Linked DNA regions of Triticum aestivum: region 2 is linked to region 1. The links are chromatin contacts, called in public Hi-C maps. All regions are on one chromosome and are shown on one strand. The core of a region is the stretch at or near the end of the contact, and the rest is flanking DNA. Distances in the headings are between cores, read along the strand shown.

The links. A called contact is a pair of places that touch in the nucleus more often than the background predicts.
Region 2: a contact with region 1 is called in a Hi-C map of leaf, with 5 times the contacts expected there. The contact joins the enhancer-like site here to the promoter of LOC123124376 in region 1. A contact is called at or near these places in 2 of 5 Hi-C or Micro-C datasets (leaf and an unstated tissue).

What each region holds. Positions count from the first base shown.
Region 1 is chr1B:363,347,621-363,353,644 of IWGSC CS RefSeq v2.1, reverse strand. LOC123124376 (STE20/SPS1-related proline-alanine-rich protein kinase) reads left to right here and starts at 3,885. Exons shown (of 22, transcript XM_044545009.1): 1 at 3,885-4,312; 2 at 5,637-5,891; 3 at 5,985-6,024. The coding sequence starts at 4,115.
Region 2 is chr1B:363,541,018-363,547,444 of IWGSC CS RefSeq v2.1, reverse strand. No RefSeq gene overlaps it. Among protein-coding and RNA genes, the nearest start is that of LOC123124415, 11 kb to the left of the region's middle. Within about 2 kb of position 3,609, at least 1 of the 8 cell types and tissues checked has an H3K27ac peak or open chromatin away from gene starts, as enhancers often do. A contact at or near this core is called in leaf, where this site is marked.

The DNA of each region.
Region 1 (6,024 bases), core at 2,636-5,135:
CATGAAGAAACTCCATGCAGATGGATCGTTTGGACTCACTTGATTTTGAATCACTTGAGATATGCAAATCATACCACATGGGCAGGATGACTAAAAAGCCTCATTTTTCAGTAAAATGGAACAAGATAGCAACTTGTTGGAAGTAACACGTTTTGATGTGTGCAGTCCAATGAGTGCTGAGGCATGCAGTGAATATCGTTATGTTCTTACTTCACAGATAATTCGAGTAGATGTTGAGTATATTTAGTTGATGAAACACAAGTCTGAATTATTGAATAGTTCAAGTAATTTCAGAGTGAAGTTGAAGATCTTCGTGACAAGAGGATAGCATGTCTATGATATGATCATAGAGATGAATATCTGAGTTACGAGTTTTGGCACACAGTTAAGACATTGTGGAAATTGTTTCACAATTAATACCGCCTGGAACACCATAGTGTGATGGTGTGTCCGAACATCATAGTTGCACCCTATTGAATATGGTCCGTACCATGATGTCTCTTATCGAATTACCACTATCGTTCATGGGTTAGGCATTAAAGACAACCGCACTCACTTTAATAGGGCACCACGTTACTCCGTTGAGACGACACCTTATGAACTATGGTTTAGAGAAACCTAAGCTGTCGTTTCTTAAAGGTTTGGGGCTGCGATGCTTATGTGAAAAAGTTTCAGGTTGATAAGCTTGAACCCAAAGTGGATAAAATGCATCTTCATAGGACACCCAAAATAGTTGGGTATACCTCCTAATTCAGATCCGAAAGCAATAGGGATTGTTTCTTGAATCAGGTTCTTTCTTGAGGAAAGGTTTGTCTCGAGAATTGAGTGGGAGGATAGTGGAGACTTGATGAGGTTATTGAACCGTCACTTCAACAAGTGTTTAGCAGGGCACAGGAAGTTGTTCCTGTGGCACCTACACCAATTGAAGTGGAAGCTTATGATAGTGATCATGAAGCTTCAGATCAAGTCACTACCGAACCTCGTAGGGTGACAAGGATGCGTACCACTTTAGAGTGGCACAGTAATCCTGTCTTGAAGGTCATGTTGCTAGACAACAATGAACCTACGAGTTATGAAGAAGCAATGGTGGGCCCATATTCCAACAAATGGTTAGAAGCCATGAAATCCGAGATAGGATCCATGTATCAGAACAAAGCATGGACTTTGGTGGACTTTGGTCGAGTTAGCATGTTTTTTGATGTGTTTATCACATTCACCTCTAGGGCTGGAAACATGTGAGGATGAGATTGTTTAAGAAAAACATGCCAACTTGATTTGTGCTGAGCTAGAGGTCGAGTTAGCGAGTGAGCTCTTACTCACAATCTCATCCTCACATGTTTCTAGCCCTAGAGGTGAATGTGATAAACACATCAAAAAACATGTGTGTATGCCTGCCCACAAAATTATTACGAGGAAAGCAATTATATTAAAACTTAACGAGTTTTTTTGAACATCAGTACAGACACAAGCGCTCATATATACACGTATACACTCACCTCTATGAAGGCACACACGCACATCCTACCCCTATGAGCGCCTCCGAAAGACTGAGCTGACATGTCGAAAATCCTGAAATAAATTCAGAAATAAATGCGAACACCAGTATTTGAACCCTGGTGGGCTCAGGATATCAGAGTCCCTCTAACCATCCAACTACAGGTTGATTGCACTTAACAAGTTTTTTGCGGTTACGAATATTACCAACAAAAATAAAAAATACGTTCTACAATACGAAACAGTATTTTTCGCAAAGCCGTTACTAAATGATCTTTTTTAGAACTGACTCTGAGAATTTAAGTGGCCCATACAAAAGCACTATTTCGGGGGGTGTTAAACAGCAAATCATGATTTTTATTTCTGGGACCACACAAAAAAACGTGCGGTATAAGTTATATCCGGCTTATTAAGACTATATTGATCATTCACTCAAAGCATTCCCGGTTTACTCGCATCCGAATTAATTGTTTCTTACTTATCTCGCTCGGTTATTTATGAGTTTGGACTAGGACATATGCCCGTGCGTTGCAACTGGAGAGATTATTCACGTGTCCATGAAAATATGCACCAGCGGATGTTTTTTTTACTCCTTTCATATTTGTATAACCCCCTTGCATTTTTTGATCTCCTTCCTTATTTATGCACATAATCATGCCCACTAAATTTAATATTTGGTATAATTTCTTTGCGCTATTATTCTTTCATTTTTTCCTTCTCTTTGTGAAACGCTTCTTTCTAATTCATGAACAATATTTTTAAACCCAACACTTTTTTTATTTTAAATTATTTTTTCAAACATGTGATCAAATTTTGGAATTTTAATATTTTTTCAAATTCGCAATTTTTTAAATTCAGAATTAATTGTTGAAATCTGGGAAGATTTTCAAGTGTGTGAACATTCTTTGAAATTCGAATCATGTTTCAAATTGTTTTTTAAGTCAAAGCATTGCTTAAATGTAGGGAGAGTTTGTGAAATTTTTAACTTTTTCCAACTTCACGAACAGTTTTTAATTCGGAGTGCTATTGAAATTTGGAACATTTACTGAAATCTAGGACCATTAATCTTGTAATTATTTTTTGAATTTCGAAACATTTTTAAAATTCATGAATATTTTTTGGAGTGCCAACTATTTTTTCGAATTTATGAGACTTCAAAAAAATCCTGAACAGTTTTCGGAGTTAAGAAAGCAAATGCTAAGTCTCGCTTGTAACGAGACTAACGAAAAACCATATTCGACACATGGCGAGCAATTTGGGCTGGCTCATCACAGCCTTTTCAGGTTCCGTTCGGGAACCTTCTAGAGGGCTCCCTGTCGTTTTTTATTGGTTTTGGGACATTTTAGAAGCTTTCTGAACAGGTTTTTTATTTACCTTTTTCTTTTTCCTATTTTCCCTTTTTTCTTTCTTGTTTCTTTTTTATTTTTATTTTACTATATTATTTGCTATAACTCCTTTGTATTATTATTCTCTCCTTCCCTTTTTTTTGTGAAACTCTCTTTCCTTATTTGTGCCCACTAATCACAACCTGGGTACAATCCCCTCCGTATTTGCGCAATTGATCACGCCCACTGGATCCGATCATCATAATTTAGTTATCCCCAAACATCCCTTGAAATCGGAGCCACATATTAGTCCATCTTTGTTCCCTTATTAATTCTCGTGGCTGCTTATTAATTTTGAATTAGAGACGTATATAAATCGGTTAAACATAATGCAAGGAAGCGATGTGGTATTATTTATTAAGGGAACGAATCTTGTATTTTATACATTGATGCGGTAGCTTGGTTGGTCTCTGCTTTTGCGCTTTATAAATTGTAAAGAAGGGAGTTTAATCCCCCCGTGAAGACGTTTCCTCTTGCTTGGGCCAGATTCAGTAATATTTTTCTGGCCTGGTTACGATGTTGTTGTCTGCTAGTAGAGCAGGCTCAACGTGGCCGAGTGGAGCAGGCAGGCGTGCGTGCCGCTTGGGACCTGGAACCAGGGTACGTAGACGTTTAACCTCAGAATAGTACCACCTCGTGTATGTATCTTAAATATAAAATCATCTAAGCGGGACGAAACCAAGAATATCACTTTACTTTAATATAGTATATAGGTATAGATTAGCTGCCGGTGTTACACACCAGTCCTTCCGCTCCCCGCAGACGATCCCCCCTCGGAAGCCCAGCATCGGGAGGCGGAGATCTACCGGGCAGTCGGCCGCACGCCACTCTCTCGCTGCCACTGCCCACCGCGTCCACTGACATGACGGCCCCACTCCGCGGGGGCCACAGGTCATCGACCGGTCTCGCCGGCAGGTCGTCCCCACGTCGCCGCCCCGCCCCCGCCACGTCACCGCCGAAATCATTAGTATTTTGCTCCCTTTCGCGACCCCGTTTGTTAAGCGTCCTTCCGTTCGCTATCTCCTCTTCCTCTTCCTCTTCAACCCCCTCCCCCCTCTCCAGCGTAGCACACCCCTCCTCTCTCTCTAGCATCTCTCCTCTCCCTCCTCCCAGCTCGCGCGGGAGACACTGGTCAGAGGCCAGGTCGAGCGCGGCGGGGCGTGGGGGGCGAGCTCCGCTGGTCCCGAGGGCACCGGAGGGCCGTCGGCGCTGCCTCCGGCGGCCGGTGGGGCGGCATGGGCAGGAACGGAAGCATCAAGCGGGGCGCGGCCGCCGCGGCGCCTCCGTCGTTCACAGTGAACCCGGCCGACTACCGGCTCATGGAGGAGGTGGGCTACGGCGCGCACGCCGTCGTGTACCGCGCGCTCTTCCTCCCCAGGAACCAGACCGTTGCCGTCAAGTGCCTGGATCTCGACCAGCTCAACAACAACATCGTGAGCATCCGTCTCGTCCCGTCCTCCCTCCCTGCTCTCTTACGGTTTTGGCGTTGGGTTGCTTCTGGGCGTCCTCTGCTGTTTGATCTGGCGAGAGATCCATTGGTTGATTGGAGTGGATCCTACTGCTGATTCGGTAGCTTTGGAGATCGCGCTGGAATTTGGCCTGTCTAGCGTCCTATTAGCCTCGCGTACTCCAGGATTTGCTTCTACATAATATAGTGACAGTTAATAAATTAGCATTTTAATGATGCGCCACTAGTCGTTGTAAAGAGGCTAGGGCGATCAGTTGAGTCCTGTATATGCAGCATTTTCAATTCTTAGGGTGGCTGTATTTTTGGATGTTTTCTTTTGGCTTGCAGCTGGTTGAGAGGGTCAGTTATTTTTGCTAGAATGTCGCAACATCGGCAACTATCATTTACTTCGAGCAATTTTTTTGCCCATGTATGAACCTGATGGCGGTGGATACGGCATAGTGCCACTGCCAGAACCCTGCCTGGAGAAGGGAGATGCTTAAATTTGCATGCATGCTGCATGGGCAGGGACGTGGTCATGCAGCTTCTCCTTGTGCTTCCATTTGGGTGGGCACACGTGTTCGTTGATGACGAAGGTCTTAGGATAAGGGGACATTGTCGTCTACTAGAATTCATGACTCATAGATAGATACAAGGATCAACATTTCCTAGTGCTACGTAAGATTATGCGGTTCGTACCATGACATTATCCTTTTGGGGTTTGGGAGGATGTCATTATTATACATCTCTACATGAACATGTATACCATACACGTATGCCAACAAGCTCAAGTATCGGCGTAACCAAAGCTCAATCAATGCCTCTTATATTTACGATACGCCCTTCTTTTTAGGGGGAGGGGGCATTATGTCACCAAAGAGAAGTAAAGTCGTAAACTCGTGATTCTTGTTTTCTAAATTCCAATTGTAGTTTCTCCTGCACCATTTGTCGTTAGTGCACTCGAAGACAAGCATACAATTTTCTCTAAAAGAAACCCTCATTGCATACCAAATTGTCATACAGGCTACTTGTTTTGGGGGAGTTAGTGATACCTTTTTCGCATATGCGATATGTTAACTAGGGTGCAAGCGGCATCCCACTTCGTCCTGCAAAACTCATCAATTAGCTCATCAGTTAATGTAAAATTAACTCTACATTTGTACCGTGGTATTGTCTGCCATTCCGCCCCGCTTGCATCCCTAATGTTAACACTGCGTAGTGTCAAATGTCGACATATTTCTTTTCTTGGTTTCTTCCCTTTCTGGAGGCTATAAATGAATTTAGATCTTACAAATGTATATCATTTGCAGGATGAAGTACAAAGGGAGGCTCAAATAATGAGCTTGATCGATCACCCTAATGTCATTAGGGCTTACTGCTCATTTGTTGTGGAGCACAGTCTTTGGGTCATAATGCCATTCATGACGGAGGGTTCATGTTTACACTTGATGAAGATTGCGTATCCTGAAGGTTTCGAGGAACCTGTTATTGCATCAATTTTAAAAGAAACACTCAAGGCTCTGGAGTACCTTCATAGGCAAGGACAGATCCATCGTGATATCAAGGTTAGCTTCTATAGAAGATTCCTGCGCAGTTCTTATAGTGTTTGATGTGGTTTGTGATGATTCTTTATTTTTGCTCAATATGGCACTATGCAGGCTGGTAACATCCTTATTGATAGTGCTGGTGTAGTGAAGC
Region 2 (6,427 bases), core at 2,360-4,859, 190 kb before region 1:
TTAAAAAATGTTAAATATGTATAGAAAAAAGTTGACCATGTATAAAAGAATGTTAATCTTGTATCAAGCATTTTTAAAAGTTTAAAAGTGCATATAGGAAAAATGTTGACCATGTATTAAAAAATGGTTAATCAAGCATTTGAAAAATATTAAAATGTGTATAGAAAAAAAAAGTTCGACTGTGTATTAAAAAATGTTAAACTTGTATTGCAGAAATGTTAAACGTGTATTAGAGAAATGTTCTTGACATATGAAAAAGTAGAATGAAAACCAAAAGAAACAAGGAAATTCGAAAAAATGAAAACGAAAAAATAAACAAAATAAACCAAAGAAAAATATAAAATGAAAACTAAAACCGAAGAAACAAATTCAAAAGGAATGAAAATAAATTGGAAATTGATAAAGAAACAAAAAAAACGTTGAAAACCAAGAAAGAAACAAAAAAACGAAAAAAAGGAAGGAAAATGAGTAAGAAAAGAAAAACCGATAAAAACAATGAAAAATCAAAAGAAAATGAAAGGAAAACAATAAGAATGGAGAATAAATAGAGAAACCAAACAAATATATAAGAAAAGAAAAAACAAAGACAAGTGAATAAAATGAAGAAAAATGAAAGAAAACTGACTCTTTCCTTCTAGTAGGTCGCGCCCTGCTTATTGAACATGAACTTTATGTTGGCTCAGTGGCTAAAGGTGCTACCAAGTTTTTACTCAAAAAAAAGGTGCTACCAAGTAGCCCGAAGATCCCAGGATCGATCTCCCACGCGCTCCCTTCTTTTCTATTTCTTCCAAAAATATGTGTGAGTGGGCCCGTACACACTTGACGTGAGAGGTCCTTCCATCTTGCGTGAAGCGAGATATAATCGCCGCGCTTGGTACATAGAACCATCCAAAGAAAATCCAACGTATTGGTTTCAATTAAATTTGAAACTCTACCCTCCGATTTTCAGTTCGCCAAATGCCCTAAATATTTAGCTTTTGTTTGAACCTAGCACTTATTCAAGGGTTTGTTTTTTCATCGAAACATAACTAAAGGTGCATTGTTCTTTCTTACTTGTTATATCCATTTTAGATAAAGACATGTACAACAGTACGATGCCAATCTTCTCTTGGAGATGCCGTGTGCGATTGTTTGTTGGATCTTTTTTTACAGAAATGATCCAGATCTATTATCAAATTTCACCAGAAGTATAAAGGATAGCAAACATAACAAAAATAACATCGAGATTAGGGTTTATCATCATGTGGCGAGATTTGGTGTCAAATATTTCAGATCTATTCAAAGGTTTAACGGCGACGACTGTGGCTCTAGTGCGCTGGTCCTTAGGGGCACTTGCACGAAGCCTTCCCAGCTGTCATCGATAAGGTCAAGCCAATTTCGGTAGAGAAGCGGCGATAGCGGTGCGTCAACGGCTTGTTCTGACGGCGGTAATGATCTTTCGGTGGTTTTGGAATCTCGATTGTTTATTGGACTAGAAAAGAACAAAGAGAAGGAGTGTTGCTTCTCTTAGGGCCTGTTCGGGAACGCTCCAACTCTCAGCTTCCTTGACTCCACACAGGAAGCTCAGCCGAACGCTCTATCACCAGGAAGCTGGAGTCGAGAAGCTAGCGAGGTGCCGTAGTGTAAAAAAGGTGGAGTTGGGGAAGCAACCCTTTTCCAGATCCGTGGATAGCCAAAAATTGGAGTTGAGGGTAATTATCACCAGGTTGCCACCGCCAAGTGAGTTTCAACGTACCGGTTCGCTTTCTTTCCCGAACTCTCCCTTTCTCACGTTGCCAATTCGTTTTGGGCCCCGAACCTGGCCTGCTAATCGCGCCAAATGGGCTGGCAGCCCCGTGCTTGAGGATAGAAAACGAGAAGCTATGCGCCGAACACTTTCCTGGTAGCCACCTGAAACGAGAAGCTATGCGAGAAGTTGGATTTAGGAAGTTTTTGAGAAGCTGGGGCATTCCCGAACAGGCCCTTAGTCTCTTTGGTTCATTTTTTATTTATGAGTAGTCTCTTTGGTTCATAACTTCCTAGCCTGGCCTGTCATCCAAAACGTGAAAACTACTCCCTCCTTATCATAATATAAGACATTATTACGTCCAATATGCTCATATATTGGATGTAAACAACGTCTTATACAATAACAGTTATTCTTCCATTTAAGGAAAAAAACAAGGAAAAACATAAACATGTTAATGGGCCACACCAAAGCCAGCCCAAAGATGTTCATGCATTTTAAAGAAAGCGTTCATGCATGTGATAAGAAATGTTATTCTAAAAAAAAGTTAAAAGAAATGTTCATGTATCTTAGAAATGTTATTTTTTTGTTAATCTATTATTTTATGTGAAAACAATGTTCAAGTGTTGCAAAAACTGTTCATATATATATATATATATATATATATATATATATATATATATATATATATATATATATATATATATATATATATATTAAAAACAACGTACGCGTCCCAAAAGAATGCTCGTGTATTTTATTTAATAAATTGTTCTTAGATGTGAAAAAATGTCCATATGCTGCAAAAATGTCCATATGTTCATGCATATCACAAATAATATTTCATATATTTTAGAAATATATTATTCTATGTGAAAATTAAGAGTTGACGGCCTTTGACCATTATTCGTGTGTAGATAGAGCATCACCGTGATGTGCCTCGTGGCCCCGGAACCCTAATTCGTTAAGTATGGCATGGGCCATTATCTTTCTTCCAAATGTTCCTTGAGAGCCTTTTGCGGTTTTGCATTTAATCACTTCGCTGAGCCCACGCAAAACAAAAAATCACTTCGCTGAGAGCCTTTTACCATGTTATTTATTTTATTACTTCTAATAACAATTTTTTTTAGCATCAGTACAGACACAAGCGCTCATATACACGCGCATACACTCACCCCCTATGAACGCACACACGCACACCCTATCCCTATGAGCACCTCCGAAAGACTGAGCCGACATATCATCTTGAGATTTATGAAGCCACCGTAGGCGCCTCGTCGTCGACGGGAACGTCTCATCCCACTGAAAGCGCATCGCCGGAAATCCTAAAATAAATCCAGAAATAATGCGAGCACCTGAACTCTGGTGGGTTGGGGATACCACTGTCCATCTAACCATCTCAACCACAATTGGTTCGCTAATAACAATCATTCGTTATTTTTTTAAAAAAACACCTTATGTGTCAACGCGTACGTTGCGAGGCAAAGTCGACTACTACAAAATATAAAACCATCCCGCAAACGCAAACGCAACAATGCACGTCAATGTGGGCGCTTTCAACATCGGCTATGTCATGAACACATTTGTTGTCACTTTCATACCCATCGTCACAGCCATCAATCATCTACCAGCCGCAGTCTTGCTAACCTCTACATCATCATCATTCACGAGCTCACCGATCGTTACCGAGATCACACACATCGCCATGACGGCACGACCCCATCAGAGCATCCGAGCCTCCGTCATGAAGTACCCATCAACCACGCAAAACAAAACGACGACGGAAACACGCAGTCAAATTACGGGCGCTCGACGAGGACGTACGTACATACATACGTACACGCGGGCCGGTCGCTGTACGTAGGTACGACGGCGGAGCACAAGGGCGCGCATGCATATGCTACGGTGGAGCCCAGGCTGGGAGGCAGACGGCGCCAGCCATAGCTTTCCGACGGGCCGATCAGCTTTTGAAAACAAGATCGCCAGATCTTCCGATAATATTCCACGGCGGCATGATGCGTGCGAGAAAAATCCAGTGCAACAGCTAGATAGATAGCTCGTAGATGATGTTGATTTTGACCTATGAATCTCCCCGCCGATGGGTGTTGTACTGGTTAGATAGTTCGGTCGTCGATCTGATACGGACAGGCGGCGTGACGAGCCATGCGATGCACTGGAATGACGTGACCGGTAATCGTACGTACAGTATAGGATTAGGGCCGCAGGGTTCTTTTAATCTATATATAAACACACTTCTTTTTAATGATCAAGAACAAGGTTCATAGGGATACAATGTAGGTATGAAGGATTAAGGAGCCAGAGATGACGTCCTACCAAAAGTCCTAAAGTGTGTTATCATGTTGGTCTCGCGACCTTCAAAGATGAAGATACATTTGGTAAAATGGCCTGCCAAAGCTAAAATCTCTTTGACGATAGTAGCATGCCTTCCACCGGTGCCTCAGGGCTGCAGGTGTGTTCAAGGAGGCGTTTAGCTACCTACAACAAGTCCAACCAGGTGCATTCGGAATGACTGCAAACATTATTAGGTCTGCATGGCACGGTGATTAAAGCATCTCTGAGCCTGACTCAGGAGGAACGGACGAATCGACCGTTTTCAGTGAGCTAGGCCCAATGCATGCGAGGGGGGGGGGGGGGGCACGTGGGTTATGACGACTACATGCACATGGTTCCCGAAAACGGCGTCGTAACTCCCCTCACCCTCCTCCCACCGCTCACCCTCCCCTTCTCCCGCTGCTTCACATTCCATTCCTCCTACCTCTCGCTCTTCCCTTCGTCTCTCACTAGCGGCGACCACAAGATTTGCACGTCGAGCACCCACCCTCCTTCGGTCAATGGCGGTATGCCCTCCATCCCCATTGTAGTGTCGATTTTCATCCTGCTGCGTTCGACTTAGAGTGGATTGTAAATTGCACCTATTCGATTAAAGGTTAGGCTTCAATCTAGGATTCGATGGTTTTCACATACACGGCAGAGGAATTTCGAGGGTTTGAACCAACCCTTGAATCGATTCAAGGATTTTCTCACACACGTGGTAGGAATTTCGAGGGTTTTCACACACATGGGGTAGGAATTTCGAGGGTTGAAACAAACTCTCGAATCAATTTGAGGGTTTTCACACATAGGGGGTAGGTATTTCGAGGGTTTGAACAAACCCTCGAACCGATTTGTTTAGTGTGCATAGAGTTATATCAGCGGTTGATAGAACTTGAGAGAATATTAGTTCTACCTTTAGCTTCTCGTTGGGTTCGACTGTCTTATTAATCAAAAAGGCTACAACTGATACCCTACACTTGTGGGTTATCACGTGGTAGCCTACGTTCAAGCTTGTAGTTGTCCACATCGAGGGGCATTGTAGAGCAGCCAGGCTGAGAAACCCTCGCCACCATCTTCAAAACTTTGTGCTACTCCTCCTCATCGGAGTCGTCCAGAGCGATCTTGATCATACATGTAGTACTTTTTTTATTCGAGCACTAGTTTATATGTGTATGTTCAATGTAGATTCACAAGCTCGTCATGGGAGGTAAGGACAAGGCTAGCAAGTAGGTCACCATTGACGGAAAGGGCAAGGAGGTTGCCACTAACGGGAAGGGCGAAGAGGTTGCCTCTAACGGGTATTGTTGGGGATATAACTACTAGGTATGACCCGTCCGGGAGGGGTCGGGTTATACCTATGGCGATTCATAATCTGAAGCCCAAGATGATGCTTGAAGATGGCGGTTCAGTTTAGGGCCCAAGGCCCAAAGGCGGGTTAAGGCCCATAGAGATAAACCGCCATATGTGTATGACTTGTATTGTAAGGCGGGAATAGATAGTCACCGAGACAGACACTATTTATGAGCCGGCCGGGACTCTGTGAGCCGCTGGGCGTCGACCTCTATATATAAAGGGACGATCCGGCGGCGGTTCAGGACAAGTGAACACAGATCGAGAACTAGTTCAAGCGGATTCGCTCCCTGGTGATCGAGACATAAGCAATCCCATCTCAAACTGGATTAGGCCTTTACCTTCACTGCAAGGGGCCGAACCAGTATAAACTCCCGTGTCCTTTGTCCCGTTTTAACCCCTTTAAGCTTCCTAGTTGCAATGACTCCATGACTAAGTCCTTTTGCTAGGACATATGTCGTGACCTTTCCACGACAGTTGGCTCCCACCGTGGGGCCAGCGCACGGTGGATTTGAGTTCTTGAAGGGCAGCTTCCAAGGGCTCAAGGGATATGTTGTGGACCGGATGACCAAGAGTCGTCGCGGCAAGCTCTACATCGACGACACAGGCTGGGCCCCCGACGCCGGCTCAATTGAGTACGGGTACCGGGTCCCCTTCGGCGGAATCCACGTCTTCATCGGCAAGATTGGCGAGCCGGGCTCTGAGCCGAACATCTGCACCGATATCGTCAAGATGGCTCAGCGTGCGAGACCCGCCCGAGCTCAGCCCGCCGTGAAGCGTGCCTTCGTGGGATGCATCCATGGAGGGGAATTTTCTAAAGGATCTGTGTCTGGCGGTGAGACGGCCATCTACTCTGATGGTGAGTCGTCCACGGGTGAGACGGATTCGTTGTATCATCTGCAAGATGGCGGGCTTGGGGGTTGTTCCGATGGCAACAGTATTGCGGACCCCTTTGAGCCGCCGAACAGAGTCGGGATCTTCATGGTTGGTATGCAACCCGGGCAGAACTCTACGGCT